Linked DNA regions of Mus musculus: region 1 is linked to region 2. A link is a contact called in public ChIA-PET data. All regions are on one chromosome and are shown on one strand. The core of a region is the stretch at or near the end of the contact, and the rest is flanking DNA. Distances in the headings are between cores, read along the strand shown.

Evidence for each region. ChIA-PET counts read pairs in DNA pulled down with a chosen protein or histone mark.
Region 1: a contact with region 2 is called in an RNA polymerase II ChIA-PET map of effector CD8 T cells, with 20 read pairs. The contact joins two enhancer-like sites. A contact is called at or near these places in 17 of 484 Hi-C or Micro-C datasets (embryonic stem cells, nephron progenitors and trophoblast stem cells) and 2 of 115 datasets of contacts at active chromatin or transcription factors (effector CD8 T cells and embryonic stem cells).

What each region holds. Positions count from the first base shown.
Region 1 is chr5:148,884,442-148,891,073 of GRCm38.p6, reverse strand. Katnal1 (katanin p60 subunit A-like 1) reads left to right here. Exons shown (of 11, transcript NM_153572.2): 9 at 2,061-2,195. Among named protein-coding and RNA genes, the nearest start is that of Katnal1, 41 kb to the left of the region's middle. Within about 2 kb of position 2,878, at least 22 of the 459 cell types and tissues checked have an H3K27ac peak or open chromatin away from gene starts, as enhancers often do. A contact at or near this core is called in effector CD8 T cells, where this site is marked.
Region 2 is chr5:148,767,275-148,773,792 of GRCm38.p6, reverse strand. No RefSeq gene overlaps it. Among named protein-coding and RNA genes, the nearest start is that of 4930505K14Rik, 7.4 kb to the left of the region's middle. Within about 2 kb of position 4,207, at least 63 of the 459 cell types and tissues checked have an H3K27ac peak or open chromatin away from gene starts, as enhancers often do. A contact at or near this core is called in effector CD8 T cells, where this site is marked.

The DNA.
Region 1 (6,632 bases), core at 1,629-4,128, 120 kb before region 2:
ACAATGAGTTAATACTTTGAACAGTCTGTCCGTTTGTCTGTCTATGTATGTATGTATGTATGTATGTATGTATGTATGTATGTATGTATCTATCTATCTATCTATCTATCTATCTATCTATCTATCTATCTATCTACTTCCCTATCTGCTTACTTATGGTGCTGGGGCTAGAAGCCTTGTGTCTGATAGGCAAGCACCACTGAGCCAATACCTAGCCTTCTTATATTTTGGTTTCTAATGGCAAATATTAATAGATACAGTCTACACAATGATAGCCCTTTGGAGTTCCAGAGATTTTTAAGAACATCAAAAGTTCTGAGACAAAACCTTTGAGACTAACCAGTTGCTACATCAGAGGCAAACAGCTGCCTAGAAAGTCACACAGTGGTCCCCTCTCTGGCAGAAGGGAACTCTGGGTATAGGAGTCACAGTGGTCAGGGCTGCAGCTTGAGAGGCCCAGGGGCTTTGATGCACTGGCTAGAATTGTCCAGAGAACAAGGAAAAGCATTTGGGGAGTCATGAAAGAGAGTTTGGGGTGCAGTACTTCCAGGAGTCAGCTCACTCTGGTAGTTGTGTGAGAGACAACAGGCTGTTTAAACAGTCCGAAAGAAAAGATAAAAATGTGTCTAACATATCCAGCAAGTGTTGTTTCTGATAATCCACCATCTGTGGACACCCAGTGTCTTGGTTACTGTTCTGTTGCTGTGAAGAGACACCGTGACCAAGGCGACTTACAAAAGAAAGCGTTTAAGTGGGGTCTTGCTTACAGTTTCAGAGGGAAGTCATTCCTATCATGGTGGGGGTGCCTGGCAGGCATGGTGCTGGAGAAATGGCTTAAGAGCTCACAGCTGATTTGCAACTTGGGCTGGGCTTTTGAAACCTCAAAGCCCACCCCCAATGATGCACTTCCTCCAAGAAGACCACACCTCCTAATCCTTTCCAAACAGTTCCACAAACTTCGGATCTTGCAGTCAAACATCTGAACAAATGGGGACCATTTTCATTCAAACCGCTACACTTAGGATAGGTACTTAACATCACATGGTACACAATGCCAGGCTCTTAGAGACCAGCAATGACATTGTATGCCAGGACACCTGGCCCTCACTCAGTCCATTTCAGTGTCTGCTTATATATGAAAGGAAGGAATATGTTTTATTTGGGAGGAAAGCATAACAGGAAACAATATATATTTAAAATTGGGGCCAGGGCATAATTGAATACTCATTTAGCTAGCAGGATTTCATTCAACATTACTTATGGCTGTTTGTTAGTTGGAGAAATTTATTCCTCATAAGAATGATTTAAGAAGACATTTAGTAGTGACTTATTTATTATACATGTTGAACTGGGTTGCTTGAAATCTACTACTTTGATAATCATGTTTGTGAACTTATGTATGAAATGATATTTCACAGTGCATTGCCATGATCCAATTGTGTACTCTCAAAAGTTTTTTTTTTGTTATTGTTTTGTTGTTGTTTTTGAGATAGAGTCTCTCTGTTTTGTAGATCTTGCTGACTTTGAACTTTCTACATAGACCAGGCTGGCCTTGAACTCACATAGATTCACCTGCCTCTGCCTCCCAGTCGCTGGGATTAAAAATGTGCACTACTACGCCCTGATAAAAGTTTTAATCCTAAAACTATAATTATGAAGAAGCAGACAATATTTTCTCTGATCATAAAGCACTATGCAGTGTTTCAGCAGTTCTTATTGAGAAAGCCAACTAAATTACCAACCCTCCCCCCAAATAAATCAGGAAAGAGGCAGTTTATAGGGAAAACATGAAAGGATGAGTGGACCCCAGACTCCGAGTCTTCGGAAGCAATATGCATGGCTTTCTTACAGAAAGACTGGAAAGAGTCCTGCCCTAGGCTGTTGGATTCTTCGGCTCCTTAGTTTTGTTCTGTGCTGATGCATGGTTTTGCCATGCCGCTATTGAAGTCACAGAGGCCCCACCAAGAGCTGTGGCTAACACTTAGAGATGCCCGCTGAGGGAAAGGATTTCAGTGGCCATCGGCGTGACACTGACACCCCTCCCTGCTCTCTGTGCCCAGGAGTTGGAGGAGCCTTAGAAAATGATGACCCATCCAAAATGGTGATGGTCCTGGCTGCTACGAACTTTCCGTGGGACATTGATGAGGCTCTGCGCAGGAGACTAGAGAAAAGGATTTACATTCCTCTCCCGACAGGTATGATGCCTGCCTGCTGTCATTTCCTGTTAACCCTTTTCTTTCTTTCTTTTTTTTTTTTTTTGTTTTGTTTTGTTTTGTTTTGTTTTTCGAGACAGGGTTTCTCTGTGTAGCCCTGGCTGTCCTGGAGCTCACTCTGTAGACCAGGCTAGCCTTGAACTCAGAAATCCACCTGCCTCTGCCTCCCGAGTGCTGGGATTAAAGGCGAGTGCAACCATGCCCAGCGTCTGTTAACCCTTTTCTATTTATTTAAGTCTGCATCACTAGCACTTTGTTTGAAGACCTCTGTGGTCCGAGTGATGGAAATAGAGACCATGTGACGTCCTCTGCATCTCAGGAAACCCAGCTTCAGAGCAGTGTCTGTGCTGATAAGTTTGGTACCACTTGAGTTCTTACTTTAAAATTGGGTTTCACTAACTCTTATTTAAATCTTTTTAAAAAGTTGTCTTAGGTACTTTGAAAAGTGCTTTCCTCTTGAACGTTGAAGTTTTCTTAAGCTGTTTTTATCTTTTTCCTTTGAGATGAATGTATATGTAATGAAAGGTGTGTATCCTAAGTGTATGATTGGATGAGTTCTTTGAACTGTGTCGTCAAGTCGAATTGGCATCCTAGACAGGATGTGGGGACTTTCTGTTACCCCAGAACGCCTGTGTGCCTCAGCCCTTCACCCAACTCTCCATTTCTGGTCCCCCACAGGCCAGCTTCTCTTTGCTAGCCTTGTATACACAGGATCAGGACAGTGCACAGTCACTGGGGATGCTCTTCCTGCATCAGTTTCCTGTGTGATGTTGCCGCCGCCATGTGTTGATGGGCACAGGAGTTGCTTTACTTTCTGGCTATTTTTATTATTTTTATGGATGACTGTTTTCAGGTCTTTGGGATTATATGACTAGGATAGATGAGTCAGTCAGAGGGAAGGTCTATGCTCAACTTTATAAGACTGATGCTATGCCCACTTCTAACAAGGCACCCGTACTGAACTTTATAAGAAATACCCACACCTGAATGGTCGTCCTGTGTTATATTGTCACCGTCATTATCACCATCAATAAATGGACGTCCAGCTTCACTGCAGCCTGGCCTATAGCAGCTGTCGCCCATGTTTCTGTTATTTGCTCTGGTCCTCGTGAAATGGAGTCTCACTGTGTCAGTCTGTGTTCTCTGAGGACTTAAGATATTGAGCTTATGTAGTATTTCCTCCCATTTTATAATCTTAGTATTTTATTCATACTTTATATAAATTCTCTTTACATTAGTTTTTTTAATATAATTTTTCTTCCAGTAGTTTGATTTTCAATCTTCCTAAAGTTATTTCTTGATAGCCAGAGTATTTTAATTTGGTAAAGACCTTTTGTCAGGTTTTTTGTATTGTTTTGTTTTTTATTAACAGGGCTTCCTGTATCTTAGGAAATTTTGCTTGCCCCTAGGCTGTAAGGTTTTCTTCTTCTGTTGACTTTTAGAAACTATATTTAGCTCTGTGACTTTCCTTGAATTAATTGTATGCGTAGGTTGGCTTTTATTTCTTCCATGTGTGTATTCCATTTTAGAACCATTGAAAGGAATTTTCTCAATTTAATAAAAATCTTAAAAACTGACATCTTGGAGAGAGTATTCTTGACAGTAATGGAATTGAATTAGGAATCAGTAAGATATTTAGATTACCCCAATATCTTACTACTAAACAAGTTAACTCTGAATAACAAAAGGGCCTAAGAAAATTGGAAAAATAGAAAATATTTTTTCTTGGTAGAAAAATATGTCACACTAAATATTGTGATATGAAGGTGACATCGTTTTTTAAGGTCTGTAAACATGTATATTAAAAAGGAAGTCTTGAAGCCTAGACAGATGGCTCAGCAGTTAAGAGTACTGACTGTTCTTCTAGAGGTTCTGAGTTCAATTCCTAGCAAGCACATGGTGCCTCACAACCATCTGTAATGGGATCTGATGCCCTCTTCTGGTGTGGCAGAGGACAGCTGCAGTGTAGTCATATACATAAAACATTTTAAAAATCTTTAAAAAGAAAGTGAGAAGGCTTGAGTTGATACTATTTTAGCCTGTGAAACCGAACTTAGCCTACGTATGTTGGGAAAATAAATTATAAAAATGTTATGTGAAATAGGAAATAGACTATTAACAAGGCAAATATTTGGATTTTTTTTTAAATCTCTAGAGGAGTAATCAAGAACAGCGGATAAATTACCAATGTGAGAAATAAGGAGTCACCACAACAGATCAGACAGACTAAATCTAGATTGTGTCAACTGAGTGAAAGTAGAATTTCCCTACATTTTTCTCCATTGCATGTCTCTGGACATGTGTGCAGTTTAGACCATGTAAGGCATCGTGGATGAAAAATTCACAGCTGTTAACATTTGAGTTTAAAGAAGAAGACAGGCCTCAACTTGGTCCTCTGTTTTCTACTTTGAGAAAATGAGGAAGTTAAACTCACAGAGTAAGCTCTACCTGTGCCACAGTCTAGTGAGGCAGAGATCAGTGCCTCGGACAGTTTTCCTGAATGCCAGGCATTTGACACAGTTAGACATATGTCCCCCTCTTCTCTGTCCTCCCAGGGGAAAAGCCTGGACCCCTGCCCCATGGAACTGTGCGGGCATTTTCCAAGATGCCATAGGTTCTGGTCCTGAGGCACCTGGGACACCGCGTGCGGATGGCTCCTCAGTGCTCAGCGTGAGCCGGCAGAGCTATGGGAAGCTGCAGTGTGGGAGCACACGTCCCTCTTCTCTTTCCCTCCAAGGGGAAGCTCCAAGTGGGCCTTCCTTCCTGGTTTCTAGGAGCTGTGTTAGCTCGGAGCAGAGCCGAGATGGCTGTGATGGACAGCTGTTCCGACCACTCCCACACAGTGCACACGATGACCACGCCTACTTCCGGGACTGCTAGCCCGCTCCTGCGCTTCTCATGTGGCTCCCAAGCCATGCTGAGTTCAAGCCACTGAGTTCAAGCATCATCAGAGAACCGCGGCTAGGGTTTTCTTACTCAATGTGCTGCCGCCACTCTCAGCCTCTGTTTTTAATGCGATGTCAGCCGTCATTGTCCCCTTGTGTGTTGAGGCGTGTCTTTCTGCCTCTGATTAATTCTCTGTTTTTAAATCAGCTGTACTGAGGATGGACATAGACACAATAAACTTTATCCCCTTAAGAATCTGAGATATGGCAGCTGTATGCCACCATACGACCACACACCAAGACGCAATGCACCTTTGAAGTAGTTTGTAATTTTGCTGGGATGCCTCCCTGTTGTCTCGTCCACTCGTCTCTCCTCCCTTTAACTCCTGCAGTTCTCTCTCAGCGTTAGTCATGTGGCTTGTGTCTCAGAACAGGGCGGCAGAAGTGATGCTAGAGCTTCTAAACCTAGATTAGAGAAAGGATAGTTTGTACCTGACATCTTTCTCATGAGGGTCAGGCAGCCATGACATGAGGTCACTCAGGCAGCCATGGGGAAGCCCACATAGGAACTGAAGGCTTTTACTCACAGCCACCACCTTGCCAGTCACAGAAATTAGCTGCTTCTAGATTGACTACTCCAGGCCTGTAGTACAACCTCAGGAGATACTTTCTGTCCTATTTAGCTTAACTGTGCACTTGGCACAGCCCAGAGTCTCACAGCCTAGAGAAGGGAGTCTCAGTGGATTGCCTGTGAGCCTCAGATTGCCCTGTGAGTGAGTCTGCGGGGAGTTGTCTTGATTGCAAGTTGATGCAGGTGGAGCCAGACCACTGTGGGTAGCACAGTTCTGACGCAGTTGGACCCAGGCTATGTCAGAAAGCCAGCTAGGTGTGAGTCTGTGTGCCATCAAGCAGCGTTCCTCCACATTTCTGCTGGCAAGTTCACAGTGTACAGGGTGAACTGCCATGGTAGAGACCCAGGAAGAGCTGATGCCATGGGCAGTTAGGCCAGAAGCCCATCTGCCTCCAGGCTCCCTCCCATTTTCTGGGTGAGGCCAATGTTTTAACTATCCAAGCCTTCAGTTGAAGAGGTGAGGCCCAGCCACCCCTCAGAGCAGGTGGGAACTCAAGTTAGAGATGGTTGTGAGCTACTACGTTAGTGCTGGGAACCAATCCAGGGCTCTCTCAAAGTCACCAACTAAAATACTGGCCTCCAGAATAAAACTAGGCATACCCTTTGGACACTTGGTCCCAGCCAGGCTGAGCATAAAGATTAGCCGTCACGGACCCCAAGCCAGACATTCTAGATACACTGCTTATAGATTCCTAACTCATGGAAACCGTAAGACTAATACATTATTTCAGGCCTCTGTATTTCAGTTTAATGTTTACTCAAAATAAGGTTCTCATTTCCTACTTTATGATAGCCATTCTAACCTTTAGACAACCCTGTTTCTAGTCACTGTTTTTCAGTTTTCTTGATTTATTTGCATATTTCTGTTTCTTCTTTTTTTTTGTTTTGTTTTGGTTTTAGTTT
Region 2 (6,518 bases), core at 2,958-5,457:
TAGGGTACTTTGGGGGGGGGGGAGCAGTACTGGGAACAGAATACAGGGCCTTGAACATGGTTGACTTATAGCTCCACCACCAAGCGTTTCCCAAATTCCCTGATAGCTATTTATAAGGAGACTAGTTTCACACAAACTTCCTCTAGCTTGGTGCTTCTCAACCTGTGAGTTGTGACTTTTATGGGGTTGAACAACTTGTTCGTAGATGTCACCTAAAGCTATCAGAATATAACAGTAGCAAAATTACAGTTGTGAGATAGCAATGAAAATAATTTTATGGTGGAGGTCATCACAACATGAGGAACTGTCTTAAAGGTTCTCAGCCTTAGGAAGGTTGAGAACCAGGTATCTAGGTAGATCCTTGTAGCTGGTCTTTGCTACTTTGTCAATTCTTCTAACACTCCCCACCCCTTTTCTTCCACCCCCCCCTTTTTTTTGAAGATTTATTTATCATTTTATTTATGTGAGTACACCATTGCTTTCTTCAGACACTCACCAGAAGAGGGCATCAGATCCCATTACAGATGATTGTGAGCCACCATGTGGTTGCTGGAAATTGAACTCAGGACCTCTGGAAGAGCAATCAGTACTCTGAACCACTGAGCCATCTCTCCAGTCCTTCTTCCACCCTTTCAACCCCTAACACAGATAAAAAAGAGAAAAGGATAGAGGGGAAAGGAAAGAGATCCCTGAAGTCAGAGGTCAGAAAGGGGGTGATGCTATCTATCACTAGACTACTTCCTGTTGATGAAGAGCCTTGAGTTCCTTGGGGTAAGTTTGATCTTCACCATCAGGATATCTAATTTCTTCTTGTTGTTGTTGTTTCATCTTTGTGCCTGACTACTTAACTAAACCACCGCCAACAGCAACCAACAGTGACCAGCAGCAACCAACAACCCACCAAGACTCTCAAGGCCCTAGCATATATATATATATATATATATATATATATATATATATATATATATATATATATATATATATATATATATATATACCCCCTGAAAAGTCCTCAGAATTCTAAACATCACACAATCGCAGCTGGCAAAACCATGCCTCTGCTAGAGCATGAGGAAAATCATAACCAGCTGCTGTGGACAATCTGAAGCAGCCTCATATCTTACATCTGGAATTAAAACAAAAACATATTCTTATAACATTTCTGTGTTGTTTTGTTTTCTTTTTGTTTTCTTTTTAAAGAAATCAAACCTCCAAAATTGTTACTATAGACTTCATTTCCTCAAATTTCCTCCCAAATATTGTCACCAGCTGGGAACCAAATCTCAATCCATAGCCCTTTGCAAAGTGTGGTGGTTTGGATGACAATGGACCCCATAAACCCCATTTAAATGCTTGGTCCTCCACTGGTGGAACTGTTTGGAAAGAATTAGGATGCGTGGCCTCATTGGAGGAGATGTGTCATAGGGGAACAGGCTTTGTGTTTCCCAGTTAGCTCTCCCTCTTCCTCCAACTTTAGTGTCAGATGTAAACTCTCAGTTACTGCTTCAGCACCATGCCTGCCTGTCTATTGCCATGTTTTCCCCCCATGATGGACACCCTCTGAAACTGTAAACAAGCCCCAAATTAAATGCTTTTATTCATTGCTTTGGCCATTGTGTTTCTCTACAGCAACAGAAAAGTAACTACTATAAAACCTGATGTTATCATGAGTTGAATCTGCCTTCTCCAAACATGCTGACATCCTAACCAGCAAAAGCCAGAGGCAGGGACCTATCTGCTGATGGATGGGGCTGATGACCAAGACAAAGTCACTAGGGTAGGCTCTAGTTAAGTATGATGAAGGATGAAACATTTGTAAAGACTACCAGCAATCCCTCAGAGTCTGAGAGACGGTTTTGATTTTTTTTTTTACAGACCTCAGAAAAAACCAGCCCTGCCTGTAGCTTGGTCTTGGACTTCTGGCTTCCAAAACGGTAAAATAAAATTTCCTCATTCCGGGACTTGGAATGCAGCTCAATACTAATAGCCCTTGCTTACCAGGTGCAAGGCTCTGGATTCCTTGCTCAGCACCATGACGCTAACAAGCCATTCAGTTTCTGGTACTTTGCTCTGGCTGTTCCAACAACCAACAGGGATGTTTTATAGAAAAAAAATAGCCTCACAGGTATAAATGACCTCTCTAGCTTGAATGCACACATACATGCAAATATATATATATAAGCTTTAGAGAATTCATGCTTGCCTAGTTTCGTTTGCAAGTTTTTGTGATTCCCTGAGGTGGGTAGGATGTGCCGGGGGCAGCCTGTGCTCATTAGACAAAGTGAAAGCTTCAACTAACAGCCTAATCGAATTTGATTTAGTAAAACATCTGTCCAATTAAGTCTGACTGAGAAAAATAGAATCTGTAATATATGTATTTCGAGTCAGCACCTAGGACTCTGCTGAATTTGCTGAAACAAGAGCTTCCAGACAATTCCTCAGAGATAATTATTGTGCTCATGTCCTCCAGACCGATCTGCCATGTGTCCAGGTTGATTACCTGCCCTGTCTGTCTTGTCCTAACAGATTGTCAGGAAAGGTGGAGGCGACGTTTTACTCGCCCTTTTACTTCCTGCTCCTCCTCCGACTCCCACAGTAGGGCTCCATACAAGCTGGAGACTCAAGTATGGGATGATAGACTGCACCCACAACCCGACACCAGGAGTAGGAATGGCACAGTCAGAAAATGGGTCCCATAGAAGCTCAGAGACTAACCCGGGATAGAGAGCAACAGTTTGCTACAGAAATACTAGAGATGTTAGAGGCTGGATCCAGAGCAGGGAAGGGTGGGGGGCGGGGGAGGGAGCTGGGGCGGGGCAGGGGCGGGGCTGGGACAGAGGCAGGGTAGAAGAGCAGGGAAGTATAGAACCTGAGGGTTTTCAGTGAGGAGTCCTTGGAGGGTGGTAACGTTTTGCTGAGGTAACCCTTCCTTGGTGGGGACGGAGTTCTTCGGTTCCGTCCAATGATCTATCTGGTAGCCCAGCACTCAGGTAAGAACCTTGGAGGCTGCCAGTTCTAGTGCCTTCCAAATCTGCCTTTTCTCTCTTGGGAGTAAAGAGCAAGCATTGATCAACAAAGCCTGGCGTTTTCATTTACAATGAAGGAAGTTCTAATTCCAGCTCCGTCCTGGCTGTCTTTTTTTGTCATTCATTCCATGGGAAAGTTACTCTGGGCTGGCTGCACTGGGCTCTGAGCCAAGTTCGCCCCTGGTTTGCCTTACCAGCCCCCTCAGATCAGTTTGAAAGGTAGTGGAATTGCTTGTCCACGACTTTATGCCCAAACTAGAAGTGGTAAGAATTTCACTCTTTGAGCACTGACTGTAGCTAGTGCTAAAGTAAGTGTTTCATATGTGTTATTGTCTAAGTCATAAGATGTCAGCATCATCATCAAAGGGCAAGAAACATAAGAAATGGCTATACTCAGGAGGGGTGTGACCTGAGTAGTTGTCCTGTCCCAGCCCCCATATTGAAATTCTTTTTTTTTAAAGATTATTTATTTTATGTATATGAGTGCACTGTCGCTGTCCATATTTATTTATTTATTTATCATTTTATATATGTGAGTACACCATTGCTTTCTTCAGACACACCAGAAGAGGGCATCAGATCCCATTACAGATGGTTGTGAGCCACCATGTGGTTGCTGGGAATTGAACTCAGGACCTCTAGAAGAGCAGTCAGTGCTCTGAACCGCTGAGCCATCTCTCCAGCCCCCATGTTGAAATTCTAACATCCAGGGCTATGATCCGGAGACCAGGTCTGAGAAATGACTGTGTAATAATGGTGCAGCTGTCATGGGTGGGAACACTCCACTTATGAGCCAGTCTCCAGAGAGCTCTCTCTCTCCTTTTCTTAAGTGTAAGAACTCATTAAGTCCACAGTGTACAACTGGGAATATTTCCTTCTTTAGAAGCCAACCATGCTGGTAGCCTGGTCTCAGACTTCTGGCAGCTGGGATGGTGAGCAATGTATTTCTGTGGTTTATAAATTCACCTCGTCTGTGAGAGTTTGTTACAGTAGTCTGAGCTGAACTAGGACTCCTCTCATCAGGCTAAGCAGCACAACCCTGGCACAGATCTTCACAGGGTCATCACTATGAACAGACATTAAATCATGCTGTCATCGATGGGTACGCTAAAGCCACATGGAGAGTCAGACAGCAGAGCCTTGCTGCTTCTCAGCAACCAGGGCCTCCACTTCCTCACACAGGATGTGACTGCTTTGTGGTCGGCATGAATAAGTTCATCCAGTCTTCATTACAATCCTGCAATTGTATATCCTGCAACACAGTTCCCAATGTACACCCAAGAGATGACCCCTGGGCATCACTGGGGGGGGGGGTATCTTGATTACATTGACTTATATGGGAAGTCTCTCTCTCTCTCTCTCTCTCTCTCTCTCTCTCTCTCTGAGGCAGGGTTTCTCTGTGTATTCTTGGCTGTCCTGGAACTCCCTCTGTAGACCAGACTGGCTTCAAACTCACAGAGATCCACCTGCTCCTGCCTCCCCAGTGCTGGGATTAGAAACAAACACCACCAGGCCTGGTGGGGAAGATTCATCCTAACTGTGGCTGGGGCCAGTGCCTGGGCAGGGGTTCCTGGACAGTACAAAAATAAGACATTGAGCCCTTGCTCACATTTGTCTCTCTCTGCTCCGTGACTGCAGATGAAGGTGGCCATCTCCTGTCACTGTGGGACTGTGACTCCGGTCTGGAACGGTAATCCAGAATGAAACCCTTCTTCGTTAAGTCACTTTAGTGAAAGTGTCTTCTTATCACAGCGACAGAAGGAAAATTACCAAGGACATGGGCGTCCCTAAGATCCTTCAGGTCCTTCTCTGTGGCAGTGGCAAACATCTCATCCTCACAGACTGGATCTGTCTCTCTTCTCTGGTAGGGACATTTCTCCTTCTACGTCGCTGACCAGATCAGATCACATGAAACCCTGGGCTATGACCCAAGCAGACACACAGGAGCCATTCAGGTGCTGGCTTTCTGAGCAGGAGAAGGCATGTCCTCCCCAGGAGCTGCCACATGTCCTTGTGTTGAAATGCACAGTGACCAGAGGGGACCCAGACTACTACAGTGTGCGTGGCCTCTGGCTCTCTCTGAGCTGCTGCCTAAAGGGCACACTGGCTTTCAAGACTGAAAAATGAACCACGTTCTCTCTGACCTTATGGACAGGGTTGTGGGAGGGCTGTGGAGGAGGGAAGCTCTTGAGCGAGGGAGTTGCTTTAGAATAGGGCTGCCTTGGTCCACACTGTTTTAAAGGTCCACACGTGCTCTCCTCCAGGCATCCGGCTCTAATGAGCTACGCAGTGCCTGGCCAGGCCCAAGATACATTCCGGAGGCAAGAGAAAGACTGGAGATTTAATCAAGAGACATGTGATGTTCAATTGAGCCCCAAATTGCTTTTTTGAACATAACATCAAATAAAATGAGAGAGGGGAGGGCTGGACTTTTCTGCAAGCAGGTGAGTCACCCGGAGTGAGCAGGGGAGGGTCTGGAAACCTCTGGAATGAAGTCGAAACAGCAAGTCCCAGGAAGTCGGCAGCCAGGGATGGGCAGGATGAGAGACAGCCATGCAGTTTCCTGCCGTCCCTCGCCTGCCTCCTCAGCCTTCCGCCATCTCCTTGGGTCTCACAGCTTGGTGTGGCTGGAGAATTTTTGCTCTTTTCTCTAAGGGGTTACAGGTGTGTTGAGTCCTTTGGGTGTCTGGCAGAATCAGGCTAAAGGGGAGCTAGGGAAGGGAGGTACCTTACCTGTGGCCTGAGGAACTTGTCGTTTATAATAACTAATAATTCTCAGATGACAGTAACCGCTTGTTGAAATATAATTTATATAGTCAGTTTATAATATATGTATATATATATGTATATATATATATATATATATACACACACACACACACATATATATATATATATATATATATATATATATATCTCCACACATATATACACACACACCCACACATACACATACATATGGTTCTTTGTTTTAAGATAGAGACTTACTATGTTGCCTAAGTCTCAGGCTCCTGGCCTCAATAGATTCTCCTGCCTCAGCCTCCTCATTGCTCGGACTTTAGGTACATTTATTTCCAGCCCTGAGGAATTTTGATCAATGGAAACAGCTTCTTGATCAGCACCATTACAAGAGGAAAACTTGTACCTCATTAAAATGCGTCTCAGCACCTCCATCGTGAACAGTGTGCCCCAAACCCTCATCTCAGGCAAGCCCAGCTTCACTTTTTCTATATTTTGACATTGATACTCAACAGCCGTTCCTTTGCTGCTGTTTTAATTTGTTATGTGAATGGGTATTTGGCCTGAGCGAATGTCGTATGGGCCGCATCTGGTGCCCGTGGAGACAGGAAGAGGGTGCCTGATCTCCTAGAACTGGAGTTACAGATGGTCGAGAACCACCGTGTGGGTGCTGGGAATCGAACCCAGGTTCTCCGGATGAGCATCCTGTGCTCTAACCACTGAGCCATCTCTCTCATCCCTTCCAGCAGGTCT